Regions from separate parts of the Zea mays genome. Here regions 2 and 3 are each linked to region 1. Evidence: chromatin contacts called from public Hi-C data. All regions are on one chromosome and are shown on one strand. Each heading gives the region's core, a stretch centred on a gene start, on an enhancer-like site or on the middle of the called end of the contact. The rest is flanking DNA. Distances are from core to core; before and after follow the strand shown.

Region 1 (3,672 bases), core at 307-2,806:
AGTAAGTAGTACCCATTCAATGCACCAGCCAAGGGTGCAAGCAAGAAATGTCTCCTCCTTGCTCAGAACATCAACACCCTTCAATATCCTGTAGCTATCAATGACAGAGAGCCCGCGATTGCACTTTCCTCCGAGCACATTGTAGTCCAACATCTGCTCCAGAAGAAATAAACAGGTCACAAAGTTACCCGAGCTAGTGATACATTATTCTCTGATCTTAACCAAAGAAACTATAAGTGAAAGACATCATCAGAAACAATGGGATCCATTATGTACATTTCCAGTTTCTGCTAATTTCCTTCTCCGCAGTCACAAATTAAAAATCAAAATGGGAATTAGTGAACAATCATTATAAGAGTTGTCTGGTCAATTCCATCAGTTATATATATATATATATATTTTCATGACCAGAACTTTCATTATTTTTTATGTTTCCCCCTTTATACAGTGGATACTCACATGTAACTCAAATACTCAATTTTCAAAGAAGTTGGTCATCTCAGCTTAATAATGTTCAGGGAGTATTTTTTCTAAAAAAGCCCATAAGTTTGCCCGCGAGCCCTAGATCAATACAGAAGGTAAGGTCCAATGGAAACATATTAAATACCCATTATACTTGGGTCATAAATCAGATGAGCTTTTGAACACTAGAAGTAACTAAACACCAACCTAATTTGCTACCCAAAACATCATCTAATTGTGACCGGAGGTAGTGTCAACTATAAGGAACAACAACTAAAGCCAGAGACTAAACTGTAGTGAGCAAATTATTAGCAAGGGAAGTTACTTCTAGTAACAGGTAACAGCAAACTGCAAACTTGTTAGGCCTTTCGCGACAAATTGATCGATCCCTGGCAGGCAAGTACTTCTAACATATTTGAACTAATCTAAACAGAATCCTTCATGTTTATTTTCTCCTCAGCATCAATTCACAGAGTTTTTCTTTTAAAGTCGAACTTTTCTAAGTCAGACCGAATTTTTAAAAAAAAGGCATCAAGATTTATGAACCGCATCATTAGGTATATCATAAAATATATTTTTATAACATGATCATTTGGTCTCATAAAATTTTGACATAAAAAAGTTTGACTCAAAATAAAACTATAGGAATTGACCGAGGGAGTATTCTGGCTCTGGTACTCATATCCCTCACACCTGAAGAATTCAATGGCCAGCCAGATCCTCGGAATCACCGAAAGCCCAGAAAACTCGGTAGAAATCGAAAGAGCTGACGGGACCGCCAGAGAGATCACAGTAAACTAAACTGAGTGGAGGGCTGGAGCCTGGAGGCGAAGAGAGCATTACGCGGTCGATCCACTGTAGCGACTCGTCGGTGAACTCGAAGGCGGGGTCGTCTAGCATCTCCTCCTTGAGCTTGCTGTATGTTTCCTTAAACACGGTCTTGGTGTCGGCGCCACCCAAGCCGTTGGCCACCACCACCTCCACCGTCGCCATTGCGGCCTCGGGGTGGGAACTCCACCTCACGATGCGCGGGCGCGGGAGGAGGACACGGGGAGGGAGCGGAATTCTGTTTCTGTGGACACTGGAGAGAGTACTGTGGTGCGGTTGTGTGAGCAGATGTGTGGGCACACGTTTATTTATGGGTATGGACGGGAGGTGCACGAAGACCGTGACGGCGACAACTGAACTGGGGTGATGAGCTGGGCCGCTGCCCGCTGGGGGCACATGCATGGCATATTGGCAGTTTGGAAGCACGAATATTTTAATCTTTCAATCCTCTCTTTTAGACCGATTTTTTTGAGCCACGTCATCTTAGGCTCAGTTCGTTTTTTGTCCCATGGGGATTGAGGGGGAACAAATCCTCTATAAGTCAAAATCATCCTCAATCTCTTCCAATCCCGCTCAATCCCTATGGTTTGGGGATGAAACAAACATGGCCTTAAGGGGTACCCCAAGGAATATAATTACACTATAAAGTCTAACTTAAAAACTCAAACCCCCTTCTAAATTGAAGGAGATAGAGAAAAAAGATGGTTTAAACTTTCAAACTAGTCTTAAGAGTAACTAAAGCATGGGTTGGCTTGCGCTCTAGGGCTACTTTGGAAACTTAAATCTCCTCCGTGATTAGAGGGGGTTGGAGGAGAAATGAATTATTTTTCCCTCAATCTCCTCTAACCTTGAAAAGGATTTGAGTTCCCAAACTAATCCTAAGAGACCTATGGTCCACTGGATCCACAATCACTCCAAGGACGAAGGCTCTATGACATCTCTGGCTAGAATAATCTAGGTCCTTGTGGCCCCTCATGTCTCTAGATACTTATAAGAAATCTAAGGGGTGTTTGAGACTGCCCCACTCCAAGAAATTCAACTCTACTCTACAAACTCCATTATAGAGCAGCTCTACCTTGAAGTTGGAATAGAAAAAACTATTTGGCCAAGCATTTGACTCTAGCTCCATGAATGATAGTTTTTTCTAAAACACGAGGGGCATCGAGGACTAAAACTGTGATATCCTGGCCCCTGGGACGGTGATGTTCTGACCCAAGGCTTAATAGAATTAATAGAGTATCCATACCAACAAGGTGCATCTTCTTTTTTGGAAGCCTATCTCAAAAGAACCTTCAAGTTAAGCGTGCTTGACTTGGAGCAATTTGGGATGGGTGACCGATTGATAAGTTTTTGGGGTGCGCATGAGTGAGGACAAAGTGTGCACAAAAGACCTGTGTTGGTCTGGGGGGACAATATATGATCCTAGAAAGCTGCCAGGAGTAAGTACCGCGGGTCCAGGGATTGGACGGGGTGTTACAAAAACTTATAGGCACACCAAAACACGAGGAGCCTCGAGGACTTATGCTTCTTAGTGCCCCAGGACACGAAATGCGTTGAGGATTCTTATAAGTGCCCTATGACATGAGGGTCCCTAATAACTTATAAGTTGCTTCAGGGCATAGGAAGCACGTGGACTTAATCTCTGGTTCGTGTCCCCACGACATAAGTTGCTTTAAGGACTTAAATATTTTACCCTTGGAGGTTCTCGATGCGTTAGGGGCTATGAGCTTCATAGCGCCTAAGGGCGGAATGCCTTTGTACCCTCTAGCAGCGGAGTCATCATTCCATTTGGACACTTCTATAATATGTTTTATAATGTCGAGCCTCTCCTTTTGGTCGAGGCCATGGAAGATTTATAGGACCTAGAGCCCTACGAACGATGGTTCCATTATGGCGAGGTCTAAACTTAATCTTGCGAATCGAGATTCTTGAGTGTGTCTTAGTGGCAGACAAAGGTATGATTTCCCCAAACATTAATAATATAATCTATTTCAGGTGTAAGCATAACCAGGGACGAATCCAGCGGGTGGGGCTCTGTCAACAACCTGGAAGATGGCTTCTAAAGAAGGAGAAGAGGAAGGATGGCATGGGAAGGAAGAAGAAGAACAAGAGAGATAGGAGCAACAATGTTTTCCTTCATGCCTGTTTCCGGTACCCAGTATTTCCTTTTCTATTCATTACAAGGCCTTGGCCCACTCAATACCAGACCAACGCACTCGTACTTGAGGAACAGTACTGGCACCGCAAGAGATGGAACGTCGAGCGAGTACCTAAATGGGAACTTGCATATCGATGTTAGCATCAGGAAGTGAGGCACCAACCGGGACTGTAGGCGGCACACGGGCTTTAAGCTGGGAAACATGAAAATGGGATGAATAGAGG
Region 2 (3,672 bases), core at 839-3,338, 300 kb after region 1:
AAACAAAGTCTGATAGTGACAAGAATATGTCTGTCATATTTGATCTCCTAAGGAAGAAGAAAATTGCAGGCTAGAACACCTTATTTTAAAAGTACACCATTTTCTCAAACAATGCTGAACATATTTGCCTTGTTATTCCTTATGAAAGATGGAAGAGTTTAGATCAAAGTGAATGATGAGGGACATCATTTTGTCTATATGATTGTTGCTTAGTTGCTTCTATGCTATAATATCATGGTTATTCACTGTTCTCATAGACTTCAATGTGTCTGATTTAACTCTATTGATCGCAACAGATCAAAGGAATGCACCTGTGTTGCCTCAGAGATGTGATCTATAACCACTTTGTCTTCTGATTTGATTTCAAAGACTAGAACATATTGTTTCAGTATTTTCAAAGAAACAATGTCATGGGCAGTCGGCTAACACAATTGAATTATCAGAATAAAATATGAGTATGTCCCGGAGCTAGGTATGCTGAGGAAAGGAAACCCATGATGTTAGTTCTCTGTGTGCTTTTTCGATTGTGTTGGTTGTCTTTTTGTTCTCTTTTATCTTTCAAATCTGTCTGTAAACCAGTTTGTGTTAACAATCCTTCTTTTACACTTAGCTGATCCAGATCCAGTCGGAGCTATTCCTGGTTTATGATATGGTGATACTTGAACTATTTAGCCTGCCCAATCTGAATACTTTTAACTATCAAGTATCTTGAGTTAGTTTGTCTATTTGATAACCTGCAATATTTCTCACCCGCTCCACTTCTTTGGGGCACGTTTTAACATTTCTCACTCTGTAACGCTTTCAGACCACTTTTCATATGTTTTTTAGATGCGCTTTTTTTTGGAGACCAAGCTCTAAGGGCAACAATGGAGATGACGAGCGTCTTGGTTTATCAAGAGGAAGTTAATCCCTCTCAACTGAAACTCCCATCAAATTTGGAGCGTAGTGTGTCGATTCAGTTGTAACTATTATATGTTATTTTGGGTTAGCAAACTGTATCTACTAATTTCTCAGACTTACGCCTTTTGAGCTAGAAACTTGTGTAAGGATTTGTTGCACTCAGTGACATGCTGATATTTGAACTATTTAGGCTGCCAAATCTGTTTTTTTTTAACTATCAAGTATCTCAACATTTCTCTCATTCTAACACTTTTAGATGGTTCTCCCCTGTTTTTTTGACATGTTTTAACATCTCTCTCATCGTTGAACTATCAATTTGTGGCTTGAATAAGCAAAAACACCTTAATGTCCCCGCGCAAAAAGGTGGAATCTCCAAAGGTAGCCGAAGCTGAGAACAAGTTACAAAACCGACCACCGAAAAATTTTGTTCAATGATCCGACCATGTGGACAACACATGCTCGAAATGATGACAAAGAGAACCCCCACAAATCTAGTCCCCGGGGCATCAACGCTATAAATTTTGAGCCTGTTGCAAAAGCGAGCGAAGAGCCCTGTAGCTTTTAGCGAGAGAAGAACCCTGTAGCTCCTACCGCTGAAACGGGTAAGCTCGGCGTTGATGCGGACGAGGGCACCTCTCTTGATCCGCCTTGCGTCTCTACTCGTTGATATCTGATTACATAACTAATCAGATAAAATTACATAATTTATAAAAGAATTAAAAATAACACAACTTGAACATAAAAATCCGCTCTATAAATGTTTCTTTTAGTTTTTTTGGTGCCATCTTGTTATATAGAACGTCAAATATTTGACGTCATTTTATACACCTTGCTTTACTTATATGATTAATATCTTTATCAATATTCACATATCTCTATAACATTGATCCTAAATATCTAAATGCATTCTTTCTAGGTAATACTTGACATTTTCAAAACAATATCCTTACTAGTGAAAAATAATAATATCTCATATATAGGGGTTACAATAAGCTCTAAATTTTACACTATAAAATTCAAGAATTAGATTAGGATCAGATTCTATTTTTGTTTATTTTTAAACTAAAATTAATTTAGAACTCAAAAGAATTGTGAAGACATATTTGGATCCTGATGCGTTATACCTACAATCTCCCGCTACAACTCTACACGTGGCATATTTGAGCCGGTAATGCTACCTCGCACTTCGGAGGCCCATGGACCTGATCTTGCCGGGAACCGTGTACCTCCGCCTCTGTCCTCTCTCCACCGATGAAGGGAAAGCAGAAGCTTCTTTTCCCCTTCCTCCAAAAAAGGCATCAAAATTCTTTGCTAAAAAAGGCTTCAAAATTCTCCGCTTAGGGAAAAAAACTTGATTAGGAGCAATCCATCGTTTCTTTACTCCTCGATCGAGAGCCCCATTCGTTAGGGGTTAGGGTCGTAGCGAGGGCTCTGAAATTGGAATCCCAACAGAGGAATTACACCCGCTTTGGGACTTCGGAGAAGGGAATGTCGGCAACCATCGACCGGCTCGCGACACCGAGTGAGTGCTAAAATGTGTTTGCTTCAACTACATGTTGTTGATGATTTCCTTTTTGCCTTTGTGCCTTCAACTACATGATGTTGGGGTTGGAGAGTGGGGCATCTCGCTACTCTGGTTCATCGGTTCAGTTGTAACTCCGCTTTTAGTGGATGTAAAAATTTCCTTCTGTTAGGTTAATATTGACAGTTGACTGCTGAGAACCTGATAATTGATTGACGGACTCAAAATAACAAACATCTCCTTCAAAACTGGGTACTTCGATTCAAAAAGATGAGAGTATTTCTGCTGAATTGATGCCCGCGGGAAGGGGCATAAAATGACTTACAAGTTGTAGCACCATATTTTATTCTTTGTGAAGCATGGCAATTTTCAATTTGCCTACTCATTGTTATGACTGCTATACTGATTTCCGATTTGGATTTGGCTGAGACACGGAATGCTAAGTAGTTTTGTGTGCAGGTCATGAGGGTCGTGCACACAGTGACGAAAAGCGAGAGTGCAATTCTGATGAAGAGAACTCAGAAGGAGAAAGAAAGCCCAAAAAGGATTCCTTCAAGAAGAGAGCAGTTACTACAGGGTATAGATTTAGGCATTCCTTAAGGAGAAAGAGTAAAACAAAGAATGATAACCATATAGCCTCAATAGAAGACATAAGAGATGTTCAAGAGCTGGAGATTGTTGAAAGGTTTCGCCAGTGTTTACTTGATGATGGTCTGTTGCCAGAACATCACGATGATTATCACACGATGTTGAGGTATTGCTGCATCTGATTTGCTCATCTTAAGTTTCTTGGTTCTTCTCTTCTGTCAAGTTTTTATTTCCTGCACAATATTTTTACATGGAAAAAACTCATGAATAGAATTTCGCCCCCTTATTTGGTTTAACTTTTCTTTCTATGCCTTTTACATGTAGGTTCCTGAAAGCAAGAAAATTTAATATTGACAAAGCAAAACATATGTGGTCAGAGATGCTTAGATGGAGGAAGGAATTTGGTGCTGACAATATAGAGGTAAAGCTAATTTTGTAATATACCAAAACATATACCCCATGATATATGTAGTGTGATCATTTCTTTTCGTTTAATTTTAAAAGTCTAATCTGGTCCTTTAGGAATTTGACTACACTGAATTAGATGAAGTTGTGAAGTACTATCCGCAGTTTTACCATGGTGTGGACAAAGATGGAAGACCCGTTTACATAGAACTAATTGGGAAAGTTGATACCAACAAACTAGTGCAGATCACAACTAT
Region 3 (3,672 bases), core at 647-3,146, 260 kb before region 1:
ACGGGTCTCCGCCTGAGCGGGAAGTGAAGGGCAAGGCCTGGACACGTGTCAGCACCAGACCCCTACTCACGCCAGGGTCTTCCTCGTTCTGGGACCTTGCTGAGGTTCGGACCTTACTCGGAGGCTCCGGACTTATATGTATAGGGGTCCGGTGTCCTTGTGTGGAGGTCCAGACCCCACGATACATACTGGGATGTGCTGTCTTTCCTTGCCACGTGGCGCCCTTTGGCCTGCCCATGCGGTGGGGTCAGGCATCGTCCTCCGCGTGGCCTGGAGATGTTGCATAGGTGCGGCGTCTTCATGCTGTAGAAGAGGGTACCCCTGATTTAGGGTACCGACACAAGTGTTAGTGTGAACTAAAACAAGTTAGATGAGAAGAGAGAAGAAAGGAGAACTCTTCACTTGATTTCTCCTTTACGAGAGTACTGAACTTAGGAGAAATATTTCAAGTGAGTAAAGAACTCAAGAAGATTTTTACTGTGGTTCGGTCAATGCCTACTCCATGTTGTGGTGACCTCCCTTGGTCAAGGGTTGCTCTCAACCCTTCTCAAGTGATACAAAAATCAAACTTGAGTGTCACAATTGTCTTCCTTATATCAATATCCCTTTGTGAGGAATCTCTATAAATTGGAGTCTATCACATCTTACACAAATGACCACAATAAAATTCGGAGTAAGGAGGGGAGTAGATACGCACACAAGAGCACAACGCAACAACAACACGCACAAATGTGAAGAAGAGAGCGTAACAACAAAACGATAGAGTAACGACTGAAGAAATGCGCTCAAATCTCTCTAGAACACTTCAGAGGCGTGGTTGCGGAGTCTTGGAGTTGTAGTGTGCTCAAAGTATGCTTAGGTACCGCTCCATGGCGCCTTGGGGTCCTTTTATAGCTCCAAGGGACCTAGGAGCCGTTGGAGCTTGAATTGGAAGCTCCCAGCCTTCCCTGTCCGTGGGTGCACCGGTCTGTCCGGTGGCGCACCGGACCTGCACAGTGCAATAGTTAACAGATCCCTGATTGGTCACTTTCTGTTTCAAGCGGGCACCAGACTGTTTGGTGGGGGGCACCGAATTGTCCGATGCACCATCTGACCATTGGCTGCGGCGGACGTGGCAGATAGCTGTTGTCTATCTTCACACCGGACTGTCCGACGCTCCGCGCGGACCGTCCGGTGAATTATAGCCGAGAGTGCTCGGATGAAACCGAGAGCGACCAGTACGATCGGACGGACACCGGACTGTCCGGTGGATGGCACCGAACCGTTCAGTGTCGCCTAGTCCAGCACAACTTGTTCCTTTTTATGCCAACTTTCTTTTGCTCCTTTTGACTCGACTTCTTATGGTCCCTATCATTTAGTCAAACATGATTAGTACCTCAATAATTGACTAAGTGCTAGAAACATACCTGTTTCACTTTGATCCATAGATGTTTTAGTATGCCTATTTTCAAACCTAAAGGGTGCCTTTTCTTGTAATCCTTAATTTACTTTACAAACACCTATGCTCATGCCCAAACAAGACCTATATTTGATAGACTTCCACTATTGCATTCTTTTAGTTTATTATGAAAAACAGCTAAATTAATTATGTTATGGTACAGACGTTCTGTTTGATACCACTTTCGTTTTTAAATATACGAAGAAGCTACGAAATAGGCTGTGACAAATAAAGTTTTTGTGCGATTGCCAACGAGAGAAGTTTAGGGAGAGTGGGAGACAAAGCGGATTGGTGGGCTACGGTCTACAGTTGGGTCGTACGGCTGTGAATCTTGGGCCGGCCCATCCATTTTTGTTTTATATTCTCTGGCCTTTGTTAGCCTAGACTCCACCCAACTTTTCTTGCCAAATAAAACGATGAAAAAGTTCATTTTACCTCAGTCAACTACCAATTTTCTCGCTCAGACATACAGAATTACAGAGTCGAAGTGCGCTGTGGCCTGTGGACTCTCCCCTCCCCAACTCCGGCGAAGGGAGCAGAAACGTTGGCGTGTTGGTTGGGTGGCGTCGGCATGGACGAGGCAACGAAGAAGAATGTGGAGGCTACGGTGCTGGAGATCCTCCGGGGCTCCGATATGGAGTCCGTGACGGAGTACAAGGTCCGCGCCGCTGCCAGCGACCGCCTCGGCATCGACCTCTCCATACCCGACCGCAAGCTCTTCGTCCGCGGCGTCGTTGAGGAATACCTACTTTCACTCTCCTCCAAGGAGGAGGCGAAGGCGGAGGAGGAGGGCGTCACTGGCAGGGAGAGCAAGGGCAAGGAACACGAAGAGGAGGACGAAGAGGATGACGATGAGGAGGAGGATGAAGGTAAGGGTGGCGGGAAGAGAGAGTACGATGACCAAGGTGACCTTATCCTGTGCCGCGTGAGTTTCTTCTTCCGTATCTCCTCTCTCGCTCTTGTTCAAATCGATCCGAATGTTATGCTAGGGTTTTGTGGCGTGATGTGGGTTTGTGCGTGCAGCTTTCGAGCAAGAGGAGGGTGACTTTATCGGAGTTTAAGGGCAGGTCGTTGGTGTCCATCCGCGAGTTCTACGTGAAGGACGGCAAGGAGATGCCCTCCGCCAAAGGTGACTCCACCATGGCACCATGGATTACTGCTCGAATGTTAGATGTGATGTCCACTCGAATGGATCTTCATCTGCAATGTCAGCTTGATATTGCCGGACCTTGAGGCTTGACCCTTTTATTACACTCTTATAGTAATGAATGTCTCAGTTTTCCAGAAACCGAATTCACCAATTCGCAGAACTTAGAACTGAGCAGCGATAATGATGTGATGTTGTTGTTCCAGTGTTATCTGTCTGTCATTTACCTATGGCTATCTTTTTAGACAAAACGTGGCTATTATGTATCCACGCTTTCGTAAATGTTGGACTTCTTTATATAGAAACACTGCAAATACCAGTTAGTTTTTTCAATCTGTCACTGCGTACGGTATATTTCATTCTCCTGCACTAGCAATATCTAGAATCTGTTATGGTCTCAGTGTGATTTGATCATATCAACTTATTTTTAGGCTATGCCAGTCCTGTATTTTCATGCATCTTCAGAAGTCTTTTTAGCGCAGTTATTGTCTTACCACTGGTGTCTAGCTGTAAGTTTCAATTGGTGGGCAAGAAAACTGTCAATTTGAGATTTTAATTGCTTTATGGGTTATTTGACTAAGTTTAATGTGATCATTTTAATGCAGCATTACGTTCAGTATACCCCTGTTGAATCAGCACCCCTGCCTACCGAAATTTGGATTGATTTAAAGAAAAATCTGAGGAAATCATTTCAACAGGCTAGCTGATCTGCAAAAGTATATCCCCACCATATTCAGACACAATATGATATTTGTTCGCAGCCAGTTGCCAGTCAATAATCACTAATTCACTATATTTGGCCGCTCTGGAATATTTGGTTCATAGACCAGTTGACAATTCTCTCTTCTTTCATGTTACAACTTGTGTTCTTTCTTTATTATTTGTTGGTGACTTGGTGTAAATGCAAGTCAACTTGATTTAGCTTTGACTCCTTTTCTAAACAAAATTTCATTTCAGTATTATCCATGTTGCATCGTGTTCCATAGCAAAACAGTTATAACTCAGTTGCCATCCCTTATGACATACTTGTGATGTCAAAAATCTGGTTATTGTTTTGCATGAGTTATTCCATCGTGTTCCAACACAT

The links. Hi-C and Micro-C count contacts between places; a contact is called where the count stands out from the background.
Region 2: a contact with region 1 is called in a Hi-C map of ear, with 1.6 times the contacts expected there. The contact joins the promoter of LOC103636210 here to the promoter of LOC100192004 in region 1. A contact is called at or near these places in 2 of 25 Hi-C or Micro-C datasets (ear and tassel).
Region 3: a Hi-C map of leaf shows a contact between it and region 1, with 4 times the contacts expected there. The contact joins the promoter of LOC100384655 here to the promoter of LOC100192004 in region 1. A contact is called at or near these places in 2 of 25 Hi-C or Micro-C datasets (both in leaf).

What each region holds. Positions count from the first base shown.
Region 1 is chr8:157,557,336-157,561,007 of Zm-B73-REFERENCE-NAM-5.0, reverse strand. It overlaps LOC100192004, which reads right to left and starts at 1,556. Exons shown (of 11, transcript NM_001137428.1): 1 at 1,306-1,556; 2 at 13-153. The coding sequence starts at 1,455.
Region 2 is chr8:157,259,916-157,263,587 of Zm-B73-REFERENCE-NAM-5.0, reverse strand. It overlaps LOC103636210 (phosphatidylinositol/phosphatidylcholine transfer protein SFH6), which reads left to right and starts at 2,088. Exons shown (of 14, transcript XM_008658563.3): 1 at 2,088-2,422; 2 at 2,882-3,176; 3 at 3,335-3,431; 4 at 3,533-3,672. The coding sequence starts at 2,389.
Region 3 is chr8:157,814,908-157,818,579 of Zm-B73-REFERENCE-NAM-5.0, reverse strand. It overlaps LOC100384655, which reads left to right and starts at 1,896. Exons shown (of 3, transcript NM_001177140.1): 1 at 1,896-2,363; 2 at 2,462-2,567. The coding sequence starts at 2,010.